Linked DNA regions of Mus musculus: region 2 is linked to region 1. A link is a contact called in public HiChIP or PLAC-seq data. All regions are on one chromosome and are shown on one strand. The core of a region is the stretch at or near the end of the contact, and the rest is flanking DNA. Distances in the headings are between cores, read along the strand shown.

What was found. HiChIP or PLAC-seq counts read pairs in DNA pulled down with a chosen protein or histone mark.
Region 2: an H3K27ac HiChIP or PLAC-seq map of trophoblast stem cells shows a contact between it and region 1, with 3 times the contacts expected there. The contact joins two enhancer-like sites. A contact is called at or near these places in 1 of 39 promoter capture datasets (the SN4741 cell line), 1 of 484 Hi-C or Micro-C datasets (palatal mesenchyme) and 3 of 115 datasets of contacts at active chromatin or transcription factors (cardiomyocytes, embryonic basal ganglia and trophoblast stem cells).

Annotation. Positions count from the first base shown.
Region 1 is chr5:114,410,788-114,416,944 of GRCm38.p6, reverse strand. Ube3b (ubiquitin protein ligase E3B) reads right to left here. Exons shown (of 28, transcript NM_054093.3): 20 at 5,750-5,926; 21 at 5,531-5,641; 22 at 4,642-4,779; 23 at 4,458-4,523; 24 at 4,036-4,094; 25 at 1,561-1,743; 26 at 1,257-1,368. Among named protein-coding and RNA genes, the nearest start is that of Mir7027, 9.4 kb to the right of the region's middle. Within about 2 kb of position 4,409, at least 48 of the 459 cell types and tissues checked have an H3K27ac peak or open chromatin away from gene starts, as enhancers often do. A contact at or near this core is called in trophoblast stem cells, where this site is marked.
Region 2 is chr5:114,614,463-114,619,909 of GRCm38.p6, reverse strand. No RefSeq gene overlaps it. Among named protein-coding and RNA genes, the nearest start is that of Gm34844, 20 kb to the right of the region's middle. Within about 2 kb of position 3,114, at least 17 of the 459 cell types and tissues checked have an H3K27ac peak or open chromatin away from gene starts, as enhancers often do. A contact at or near this core is called in trophoblast stem cells, where this site is marked.

The sequences.
Region 1 (6,157 bases), core at 3,160-5,659:
GGAGAACCAGCCAGTATTCCCAGAACCGCTGTTGCAACCCATGCCCCATGGCCTGGAGATCTGTGGGTGCCTGGATCCTGTGTGTACTGGTTGGATTGGAGTGGGTGACAGCTCCCTCAGCAGGAGAGAACTCAGTTCAGAATGGGCAGCAAGGAAGAAGAGCAGCCACACCACCACACACAAGAAACTCCCATGCTTATAAACTAGGTGTGGTTGTACACACTTGTAATGCCAGCATTTGGAGGTGACTTCAAGGTCAACCTTGGTTACATGTTACATGGCAAATCTGAGAGCATCTTGGGATACATGAGACCCTGGCTAAAGAAAACCAGAGGGGGATGGACAGGGAGACAGATAGACAAAGTGTGCAGCCGGCCCTACGGGAGGCTCCAAGGAACTACAGAGACTCCTGGACCACAGCTTCTCAGGGAGAAGGAAAGCAGGCGACATGGTGATGCCCTCCCTACAGGGGACGGAGACAGGCATGCAAGTAATCAATCTAGTGTCCTATAAAGTTACACTCTGCTGTTGTCACTCAGCAAATTCAGCAGCACTAGGGGACACTCAGGACTCCACTGATGCTAGGGCAGAGTTAACTACAGCTACTCCTTCTGAGAAAGCACACAATAAGCAGGCATGGTGACTACTCCTGGAACTTCAACTCTCAAGACGCTGAGGCAGGAGGCCTGCCCTGACTCTGAAGTAGGCGGGGCTACAAAGTCCTGAGTAGGCTACACACTGAGACCCCTTCTCAAACCCTGTGTTTCCTTGGGACACTCTGTGCCTGTGCACGTGTGTATGTGTATGATTCATACATGCATCATACTACACTGGAGTGAAATTTAGGATTGTTTGTATTTTTTTTCCCTTCTTCTCCTTTTTTGCAACAGGGTTTCTCTGTGTAGCCCTGGCTGTCCTGGAACTCACTCTGTAGACCAGGCTGGCCTGTAACTCACAGAGCTCTGGGATTATAAAGGTGTGTACTATTAGTATTTCTTTAAGGTAAAGAGACAGAACTGCAGATGGCCAGGGTGGTGTGCTAAGCACAGTGATGCACAGGGCCCTGCTCCACAGCAAGGAGCCGGCAGGAGCTGGGCCCCATTGCGCCACCCTCTCTGGTTCCTCAGGCCTTTGGCACTGAAGAGCCTATGCTGACACTGCCCTCTGGATAATCCCACTGTTTTCAGTGTGAGTCACAGAGTGGACCGAGGTCTGCACACACATTCAAGAGCATACACAGGAGTTGTAAATAGTACCTTCAGGAACATGGCTCTTTCTTCAGGCGTGAAGTCGGAAGCCAGGATATCCCAGAGCCAGATGATGACCCTGTGGCTCCCATGAAAGCCACCGTAGTACACTGTGTGCTTCCTAAAAACAACCAGAGCAGGGCTCACTCTCAGGAACACATAGGAGGTGCACCCATACCATGGCCTCATCTCCCGGAAACTAAATGGGCTGTCATCAGGATACCAGAGTCACTCTATGTCAGAACCCAAGGAGGGAACAGCTCTCCTCCCAGATGGCCTAATCATGCCACGCGTCCCTCCTCAGTGCCCTTACTTTAAGTCTTCCAGATCTATCTCAGCGTTGTCCCCGGAGATGAGGCGCTGAAGCTCAGGGGTAGAGAACATTCGGATCCACTCGGGCTTGATGATGGAACGGAAGCCACTGATAAGAGCAGCTGTCTGGTTTTTAATTTGAGTGTGCATTCGGAAATGCGCCATCAGATGGATGTAGCTAATTCTGGAGAGAGAGAGAGAGAGACAGACAGACAGACAGACAGAGACAGAGACAGACACTGGGATGAGCTGGCTAGGGCAGGCTGCTGCCAAGCATGCTAAGAGATGAGCCTAGTGCTCTCGAACCATCTCCAAAACACAAATACCAGCATCTATCGGCAGGTGACATGGGGGGTGGTGGCCCCCCAGGCCACACACTGGGCCACCATGACAGCTCCGAGTGTTGAGGGCAGCCTGCTCACTTGTCCTCACAACACCCACCTGAGAACTCCCTGGGATGACCCCACGCTCGCAGGAACTGAGGGCTGCCTGCACCTGCACAGGTGAGCCCCACTGGACCTCTCTCAAGGGCACAGCTTAGCGCTCCAGCCAACTTCAGAGAAGAGCTGCCTCACCTTAGCACACACCCAGAATTCACTGAAGCCTAACTCGGTGTTAGACTGGCCCAGCGGTCTCCAGAAATGCTGCTGGGTTATTCTTAGGGTCACATTAACCCGCACTGATGGGGAAAAGGGTCTCCAGGTAGTGTTTCATGCCCTTGGATCTAGCTTGTCTACAGCAGCAGGCTGGTACCCCAAGCAGGCTTGCCAGTGTTGCTGATCTGTTGGCAAGCATGCCCATGTACGCTATTAAAAACTGCATGTTAAGAATAGTCTAAATAATTCTGTTTTGCCCCACAGTGCCCAGGCCAAAGTTATTGTCCTCAAAATATTTCTAGTTAAAAAACAGCAACAGGGCTGGTAAGATGGCTCAGCAGGTAAGAACAGGTAAGAACACTGACTGCTCTTCCAAAGGTTATGAGTTCAAATCCCAGCAACCATATGGTGGCTCAAAACCACCCATAACGAGATATGACGCCCTTTTCTGGAGTGTCTGAAGTCAGCTACAGTGTACTTACATATAATAAACAAACAAACAAACAGCAACAAACATTACACACTAATACATTCAAATATGAAATTTCAATTCTCTATTCCTTCCATGTACTCTATGAAGGAGGTTACTAATACTGTGTGTGTGTGTGTGTGTGTGTGTGTGTGTGTGAGACACATACACACACCCCAGGTACCCTTGCCATATCCCCAGGTCCTCAGCCCCACAGATTCTTCTTCTTCTTCTATGGCCTTTGGCCTCTTCTGTCATTTGTACACTTCTCTCTCTCTGTCACATATTCTTTCTCTGTCTCGTTCTCTCTCCTCTCTCTCCATCCCTCCCCCTTTGCCAAAGCTCCAGGCACAAAGATGACCTCCCCATATCTGCTGACCTCCCTATATCTGCTGTCAAAAAGTTTGGGCCCTCTTTTCAGCTAGACGTCTCAAAGGCTGTTTTACACACAAAACACTGCTGCCCCCTGAGGAAGTCACAGCCACACACAGGCAGGACCAGAACTCACTCTGTAGACTCAGACCTCAGTCATCCTTTCTCTGCAGGCAACGCTTTGTTAAAGTTTTCAAACCAACGCCACGTGGTTAAGAGCAATGCTGATGGCTTTCACCCCTACTGAAGACTTCTAAAGTTAAACCCTAACCCCTCCCTCTCCCCCAGCGCACTGGCTACCAAACTAGCTGACCCGAGAGGAACAGAGCCCAGGAACACTGCACTGGGGCCAGATGAGTCACAGGGCCTGAGCCCTCGCCTGTCCTTGTTGAGATGGATGCTAAGACAAACAGTTCAAATTCCAGAGTTGGAGTGGCAGAAAACTCACAAGAGGGCCAGTGTCCCCTCCTCCTGCCAAGCTCCTCCCTTTTAATTAGGTGGGAAAGCCTGGGTGCAGAGCATGCGTTGAGGGGTTTGTTTCTGGGATCAAAAGGACTGAATTTCTGACATTACTAAAAAAAGCACATTATCTGTGACAGGCACTACCGCGCCTGCCCCAGCACCTCCTTCAACTCCCTGCCTTTATGTACATATGTGCTGCGTCTGCATTCACCCTGTCTTCCTGAGATCAGCGGCACACGGCTGGCCATTCGGAAGGGTCCCGGCTCGCCTGCCCTCACTTGGGACAGCATGCCAAAGCTGCTTAGAGCTCCATCCGCCTCAGCGGGGACTAGCCCTACATTCCATTCCTAAGAACGGTACCTCTGACCTTCCAAGTGCTTCTGCGAAGAGTAAGCCATCCACTCTTATTTTGCAAATTGAATTTACTACAATTCTATCCTATGAACTGTAACCAGGAAATCCCATTAGGATATTTATGGCCTCTTTCCACCCATCTATCTTGCTCAGTTCTCAGCCTGAGCCCGAGCCAGAGCGGTCCTCGCAGGTGCTGGCCTCAGGCGCTCACTGCCATACTCACTTGTTCTCATCTGTAACCGGGATGGTCTTCCCTCCGGGAACCAGTTCGTGGCAGACGAGCTGGGGGAGAGGACGGGAGTAATTACCAGAGAGAACTCTAACGCCAGCGATGCTTCCTGAAGATGAAAGGGCCTGAACAACGCCCATGGAATGAAGATGCTGTGTGTTTGAGAAAGATCATCTTTCACAAAAGCCTGGGGCCAAAACATCAACAAGCAGGCCTCCTGCGATCAGTAGGAAAGATTTCTCATCCAACCCTTGTCCAAACATTTGCACTGAGGCTGCTGGGTGCCACAGAGGTAGGCTGCTGCTGAGGACAGCGGCTGGCGTGAACACTCACTGCCCCAGTGAGCAGATCTCTGAGGGAAAGCATGAGTCGGAGCACATCAAGAGCAGAAGCAGCCTGCCAGGTCAGCCACATACCTGACCCATGACGTCTTCATCGTAAGACAGCGTCAGCCCGAGGTCTGCGATGTCTCCATCGTAGCGCTAATGGAACAGAGAGAGAGAGCATGGGGGCTGGTGTGGGGTTGGGGTTAAGTCTCAGTGACAGGAAAGGTGACTCAGCTGGTCACCTGGCTGTGGACACACCCCAGTCAGCACTAACCTTGATGGAGGTGAGGTTTTTATAAAACTCCGAGTCCAGGGAGGGAAGCTCATCCACGGAGCTGTAGAAGACGCTGTGGTGGTGCCCGAGCATCTGGCTCAGGAAGAAGGAGGCAAAGGGCACATCTACCACGATCCCCTGGAAGAGACGTGAGGCAGGGCTCAGCTCTCAGCCCTGGGCAGCTGGAGGGCGGGCACTGGTGGAGTCTACATGCAGCCTGCAGTTCTCCCTCGGGTCATCTAAGAAAGCATCTCCGGCGCGGCGCAGGTGTAGGCGCAGGCCTTGGGGCCACCTCAGCTGAGCTGCGCAGGTGGCTCTCACAGCCTGGGTGCCCATGGATGGGAACCAGGCGCTCAGAGAGGATCGCTCCGAGAAAGTCCTCACTACCATGACCCTGTGAGGCTAAGAAGCCAAGGGTGCCAAGGGAGACTTGGACCTGGTGCCAGGCACAGCTTTTACTCACCACGGAGGACAACCCAGTCACGTGGCTTTTCTGATCCCCCCTTTACTGATGAGACGACAGGAAGGAAATGTGGTGCCTGCTGCACTGCTGGCTACATCCAATCTTTCTGTTCAAGCTGGCTAACTCCAGGAACCTCTGTCCCTACAGAATCAACTCAAGTGACATGCGATAGCTGAGCTCGGGTGGCTCAGGGACAGAAAGTGCTGTCTTAGCTTGTGAAGCCCAGGTTCCATCTCCAAACAGACACACACATATCACTTTATATTTTCTTTTTGAGATAGGGTCTAGCTGTGTATCCCAGGCTGGCCTCAAACTCATAATCCCCCTGCCTCGGCCTCCTGAATGACAGGACTAGAGTGTGTGCATTACCACGCCCCGCTCTCAGGCACCACTGCACAGCTGTCCCAGGCTCCTTTGCGCGCCTACCTCATACACTGCCTTTCCCAGCATCTTCCCCACAAACTCGAAGAGCTGCAGGTAATTCTCGTGAATGTAGGACGTGGGTGATGGGTACAGCCGCTCATCCCCGCTGGTTGTCTGCCAGGAGAAAGGGCGGGAAGAGGTGGACGTTAGAGGCCTGTCTTTACTCTGCACGGGATCCCCGAGTCGGGCGGCTGCCAGCCCCACCAGCATCCCCTTCACCACCTTGAACAGGTTGAGTGCGGGGTCAAACACCCTCTTGATGATCTCTTCCAGAAACTCCTTGAAGACACCATCCTGGTCAATCCCAGCCTCGTCCACCCCGAGGTCGTTGACAAACTTCACTCGGATCACACCCTTCATGGCATGCTGGGAAAGCTGCCGGAGCTGTTCGTAGCCGTCCTATGGAGACAGAGTTTCCGCCCGTGAGGAGCACAGCCTTGGCAAACCCATGAGTCTAACCACACAGGTCTGCATAGCAGCCATGGAGGATTCATTTGATGGCTACCGTGTCTCACTCATAGGCACGAGGAGACTGCCCCCAGGAGGATACAGGGCCTGACGGGGCTAGCTAGCTAGCTCTGCTCATTAACGGTGGAGGAGACTAGGGCAGCATGGGAATCTCTCAGCTCA
Region 2 (5,447 bases), core at 1,865-4,364, 200 kb before region 1:
AGCAGCCAAGGATTCTCCCATGCTGTCCCTGAACTGGATCCCGGGGTCCGTGCCTGCCAGACTGAAGCGTCCTAAGGTTTAGAACATGACAGACACCACACCTGGTCCCACAGCTTACAAATGCCCGTTTGCCTGAGCACAGTCCCCCAACTTGGGATGATTCTGCTTAAAATTTTCGGATTTCCACAATGGTGTGAAAGTGATCCGCCAGGGTTGGGGCTATTCTGTTAATTTCGCCTTTTTCCCCCCTTAAGCTAGTGATCTGTGGGACACTTTTTGCGGGGTGAAAACGAGAGAGCCAAAGCTCCCACCCTCTGCGGATTGCGTGCGTCGCTCTGAGAATTAGGTGTTTCACTTGGAATACACAAACAACGACGGCCTGCGATGACACGGTTGGGCAGTGACGTCACAACGACACAAAGCGACGTCATAATCCATAAATCATAGTTTATGTAGATCTGTTGTTCCCAGCCGGAGGCTCATGCCGCTTTCTAGTGTTGAGGTGCTGGGGTGGAATCTAGGGTTTCAAGCAAGCCCTCTGCCATCAAGCCACACCCCACCCTTTCCGTGCTTGGAACAAAGCGCAGGGGTGTTTGCTCAGGAGCAAGCCTGTGTGGACACCCCAGTTTCGTGTACTCTTGCGTCTCCAGGGTTCCAGTGCCCTCTCTGCAGGGGTCTCTAGGGTTTCTCGTAGGTAGTACAATCCCACCTTTGCTAACAGACCCCTTTGGGATTCTGTGTCACTCCATTTAAATCTTTCGGGGAGTCTTATAAAGTTGGCATCCTTAGTATATATATATTTATGTACGGGTGTGTTGCCTTCACGTCTGTTACCATGAGCATGCAGTTCCTGCAGAGGCCAGGAGAGGGCGCATATCCCTTGGAACTGGAGTTAACAGACTGCACAAGCTGACTTCGTGTTGTGAATCTAGGATCTAGGATCGCTGAGCCATCTCTCCAGCCCTTCTTTTTAAATAAAATTATTTTGTGTGTGGGGGTGGGGTGAGGGGTGGGACACACATACCATGACGTCAGAAGGCAATCAGTTCCCCCCTTTACTATGTGGATACTGGGGATTGAACTCAGACCATCAGCCTTGGAGGTAACGTTGAGCCATATCTCTAGCCTAATCTGGTAGGTAGCCTCTAATACTTCCCCCAAGTTAGTAAACAAACTTTCTCCGTTGTATGTGACAAGATGTATGAGTATGAATTGGTGATTTGAGTCCTGCTGGGCTGACTGGATCAGCTTCAAACTTGTTCTGTAGCTCGGGCTGGCAAACCAGCGCCCTAACTCAGCTTCCCAGCGCATAGAATGGCCCATATGGCTGAAAATGACCACGCGGTTCTAGCTTCAGGTATGGCTGGATCCAGGCAGCTTCAGTTTCTTCTGTGCCTCAGCAGCCGCTGATTATGTGTGGGGTTTGCCCCAGTCAGGATTTCCCAGGTACTGGCCCACGAGGTTGGCAACTTGATCCACCCAGGACTGGCTCTTACTGGGCAGCTCAGGACCACTCCCCAACTCTCTGAGAGCCAGGGAAGCAGAATGCTCTCTCATTAGTCAGACCTGGTTTTTGGCTAGAGTCAAAACTCTACCACATCCCCCAAGGCAGGACCAGCCACCTCCACCACCACGGGAAAGTTAGCCTGTACCACGTGTGCTAGGTTGCACCACAGCCTCTTCCTTTATTTTTATATTTTATTTCTGCCCCGTATCCGGGGCTGGCCTTGAACTCTCAATCCTGCCTCCACCTCCCACGTGCAGGTAGAGCAGGTGTGTGACATCACGCCGCACTGCTAGTCCATGCAGCTTGCTTACTGAGCAGAGCATAATTTCCAACACCTGAGCTTAACCATGTGATGTGTGTTGGCCAATGGGGGTTGGTATCTTCCTGGCCCGCCTTAAGGCAAGGATGAGTGACAGGCTGATGAACAGTCACGTGGCCCGGGGCTTTGCAGCGCTCACCAAAAAAAAAAATAAAAATAAAAACCCCACAGATGCCTGCGGAATGAGCGAGTTTAGATACTGCTGAGTTTTCTCTTTTTTAAAAAGGGGTTTATTTTTATCGTTGTCCCTACAGTGCTCATGGGGGCCAGAAGAGGGTCTGCAACAGGAGTTACAGATGGTGGTGAGGCGCGTGGATGCGGGAATCGAACCCACATCCTCTGAAAGGGCAGCCCGTGCTCTTAAGCACTGAGCCATCTCTTTAGCCCCTTGTTTTGTTTTGTTTTAAATGGTGCAGTCAGCTACAGTTACTGGTTACAGAACCCAGCCAAGCCCGGAACCAGGACTCAATAGCATCCTAGATGCCAGGACCCTCGCCAGGGCCACCAGCGGTGAAGGTGACATTTGAACCCAGCACTGTGTGCTCATGGCCTCTGCCTCCCCAGGTTGCTTCTGCACGGGGACCCTATCAGCTGCCACTCGGGGGATCCCACCCCTGTGGCTCCCGGTGCTCTCTTGGAGCCCTTTCCTTTCAGGGACCTCTGTCTTCTTTCCTGGAGGGAGTCATTCGGGGTGCGCATGCGTGCAGTACGTGTGACGAACACTATCCCCCAAGGTTTAAAGATTTCTGGAAAATAATGGATACATTGGCCACCAAAGCAGAGGGGTTTGGTCAAGAGACGCTTCGCCAGAGCTCCGGGGTATCAAATGAAGTTACCTCTCAGGGTCGTCACCACCGTTTAAAGCGAATAATGTGACCTCCATGCCGTGTCTGTGGCTCCTGTGGGTGAGCCGTCAAGTTACCTTCTGTGCCTTTATCTCTACCCTGGTCCCCCAAAGCATGTCCTTGAGAGCTAGGTACCTCCTAACCCTCCTGGGGGCAATGAGGTCTGGGGATCTCACAAATGGATAGGTGGGAGGTAAGAAGATGGGAGAGCTGTGGCCAGGGGAGACTCACACCCTAGGGACTGCAGAGCTAAGGGTGTGTGTGGCTAGGCCAGGCTGGGAGCAGTGTGGCCTTGTTAGAGTAGACATGGGCTTGCTTGGGGATGTGCCCTCACTAGAGTAGGTACGGCCTTGTTAGAGTGGGCGTGGTCTTGTTTGGAGTGTGGCCTTGCTAGGTTGGGTGTGGCCTCATTAGAGTAGGTATGGCCTTGCTTGAGTGGGTGTGGCCTTGTTGGAGGAAGTGTATCACTGGCTGGTGGGCTCTGGGGTTTCTAGAGCCTATGTCAGGCGCAGTCTTGCTCTTTCTCTGCCTGCGGATCAGGACGTAGCTCTCCACTATTTCTCCAGCACCATGCTCCCTGTCATGATGATAATGGACAAAGCCTCTGAAACTGTAAGCCAGCCTCCCAGTTAAATGCTCTCCTTTATAATGCTGTGGTCATGGTGTCTCCTCGCAGCAACAGAATAGAGACTAAGACGATGACTAAAAGCGTATAAGCCCCGCCCCCCCATGACACCACTGAGCCCCTTATGACTCAGCTAACCCTTGGGCTACCCTCCCCTTAAGATGTCTCATGATTTGAGAGGATGCATTTTCTGATCTTAGTGAGTGAAGCCAAGGTGTCTGTCACTCACCATATAGGTAGGAAGCACGGGGCCTTAACTCCATTTTACAGAGAAAGCGGTGAGACCAAATAATGGAAACCACTCCAGGGTACACAGTGAGAATGTGGCAGAGGCAGGACTCAAACCTGATTCCTGTCTTATTACCAGGTTCACTTCTAGTAGCTTCTTGGGAGTTTGGTGGTGGTGGTGGTGGGCGACCCAGAGCTTGTAAGCAAGTGCCATACTGAGCCCCACAAGGATTTTAATTTTTTTTTTAAAGATTTATTTATTTATTTATTATAAGTACACTGTAGCTGTCCTCAGACACCCCAGAAGAGGGAGTCAGATCTTGTTACAGATGGTTGTGAGCCACCATGTGGTTGCTGGGATTTGAACTCCTGACCTTCGGAAGAGCAGTCGGGTGCTCTTACCCACTGAGCCATCTCACCAGCCCGGATTTTAATTTTTTTAATTTAGACTCTCGTGCGTCTATGAAGGTGTCGAAATTTATCAGCAACAGGTGCACTAACTTTCCCAGGTGGCCATAATTGGGGTCAGCTGTGGTCATACCTGGGGCCTCTCAGAAAAGGCCTAAGGGACACTTGGAACCCTGGACTTGGGAGCAGCCTGTGTTCTGTGAGAAGGTGGCCTCGTTTCTGGATGGTTTAGGATCAAATTCCTTGCGATCAACAGGCAAGCTGTCTTCCCTCCCTGGGCCTCGGGTTTCTCTTCAAAATCGTTTTCACCTGGGTGTGCTAGGACATACCTGTGATCTCAGGACTTGGCCTCTCAGGAAGGATGAGTTTCAAGGCCAGGCTATGCAGTGAGCTCCCTCCCGCCTCAAATGGATGGGCGTTCAGAGGGGTCATCCTGCCGCACTGTCCTCCCTTCCTGATAGGATGCGGCAAAGTTAGACGAGGTCGAGACTCCTGACCACTGTTGGATTCAAATCTTTCCTCCACCACAGCACATTATACTGTGTTACAACTGGGGAAACCGAGGCCCAGGAGTAAGGTACTCCTTCCTCTACTGCAGCACAGAGGGGTCTCCTGAGCCCTCCATTCCCTGGGACTTTAATAGAAAACAAAACAAAACCCTTAAGTTCAGATGTTGACAGAATAGTGGGCTAAGCTAGGGACTCGTCAGAGCCTTTAGTATGCCAGTGTGGTCTGTGTCTCTAGGGTGCAGTTTCTTGTTTTGGGCAGGGGCTGGGGGTGGAGCCTAAGGTCTCTGTTCTTTGAGCTGGTGTTCGTCCCGGTGGTTCTCAGACTCTGGCTGTCCTGATCTGGTAAGATGCAGAAGTCGCCCCTTGGTGGCTCTACTGATATAGCTATGGATGTAGTATCAAGTGCCTGCCTACCTGCTCAGCCTGGAGACATGGAAGCCCAAGATAGCTCCAGGGAGAGAGCTCTTGGCGTGTAGAACAGAGATAGCCACAGCTGCGGTAGGAGGGTGGAGGAGACCGTCTGGCTGCCCAGCATCCAGCCCCAACCATGCTGGCCAGCCCTTAGTTCTGAAGGCAAATACAACCCGCAGCCTGTGTGTTGCCTCCCGCCACACACAGAGCAGCTAGGAGTGCGGAGGGCATGGGAGGGCTTTGGCAGCTGCAGCGCTTCACCTGTGCAGAGCGCTCTGAGCCTTTGACTGTGGGTGGGTCGCCTTCTACCATGTTGGTGACCTTATGTGTCCCGAGGCTGTCCTGTCTGATCATGACCCTTGTGACCAGGGTCATGGCATCTAGAATGTTCTTCAGGTCATCCATCTCGGCTCCCAGAGGGGAAACTGAGGCCCAGGAAATAGGAACCCAGCCACAGGACAGATTGCTCTGAACTCACACACACACACACACACACACACACACACACACACACACCGCTGCAGATAGCAGGGTGGTCTGCCCCCTAGCACCACTCCCGGTGCCACTGACGCCCTGGTTTTGACTGCAGTCGAGA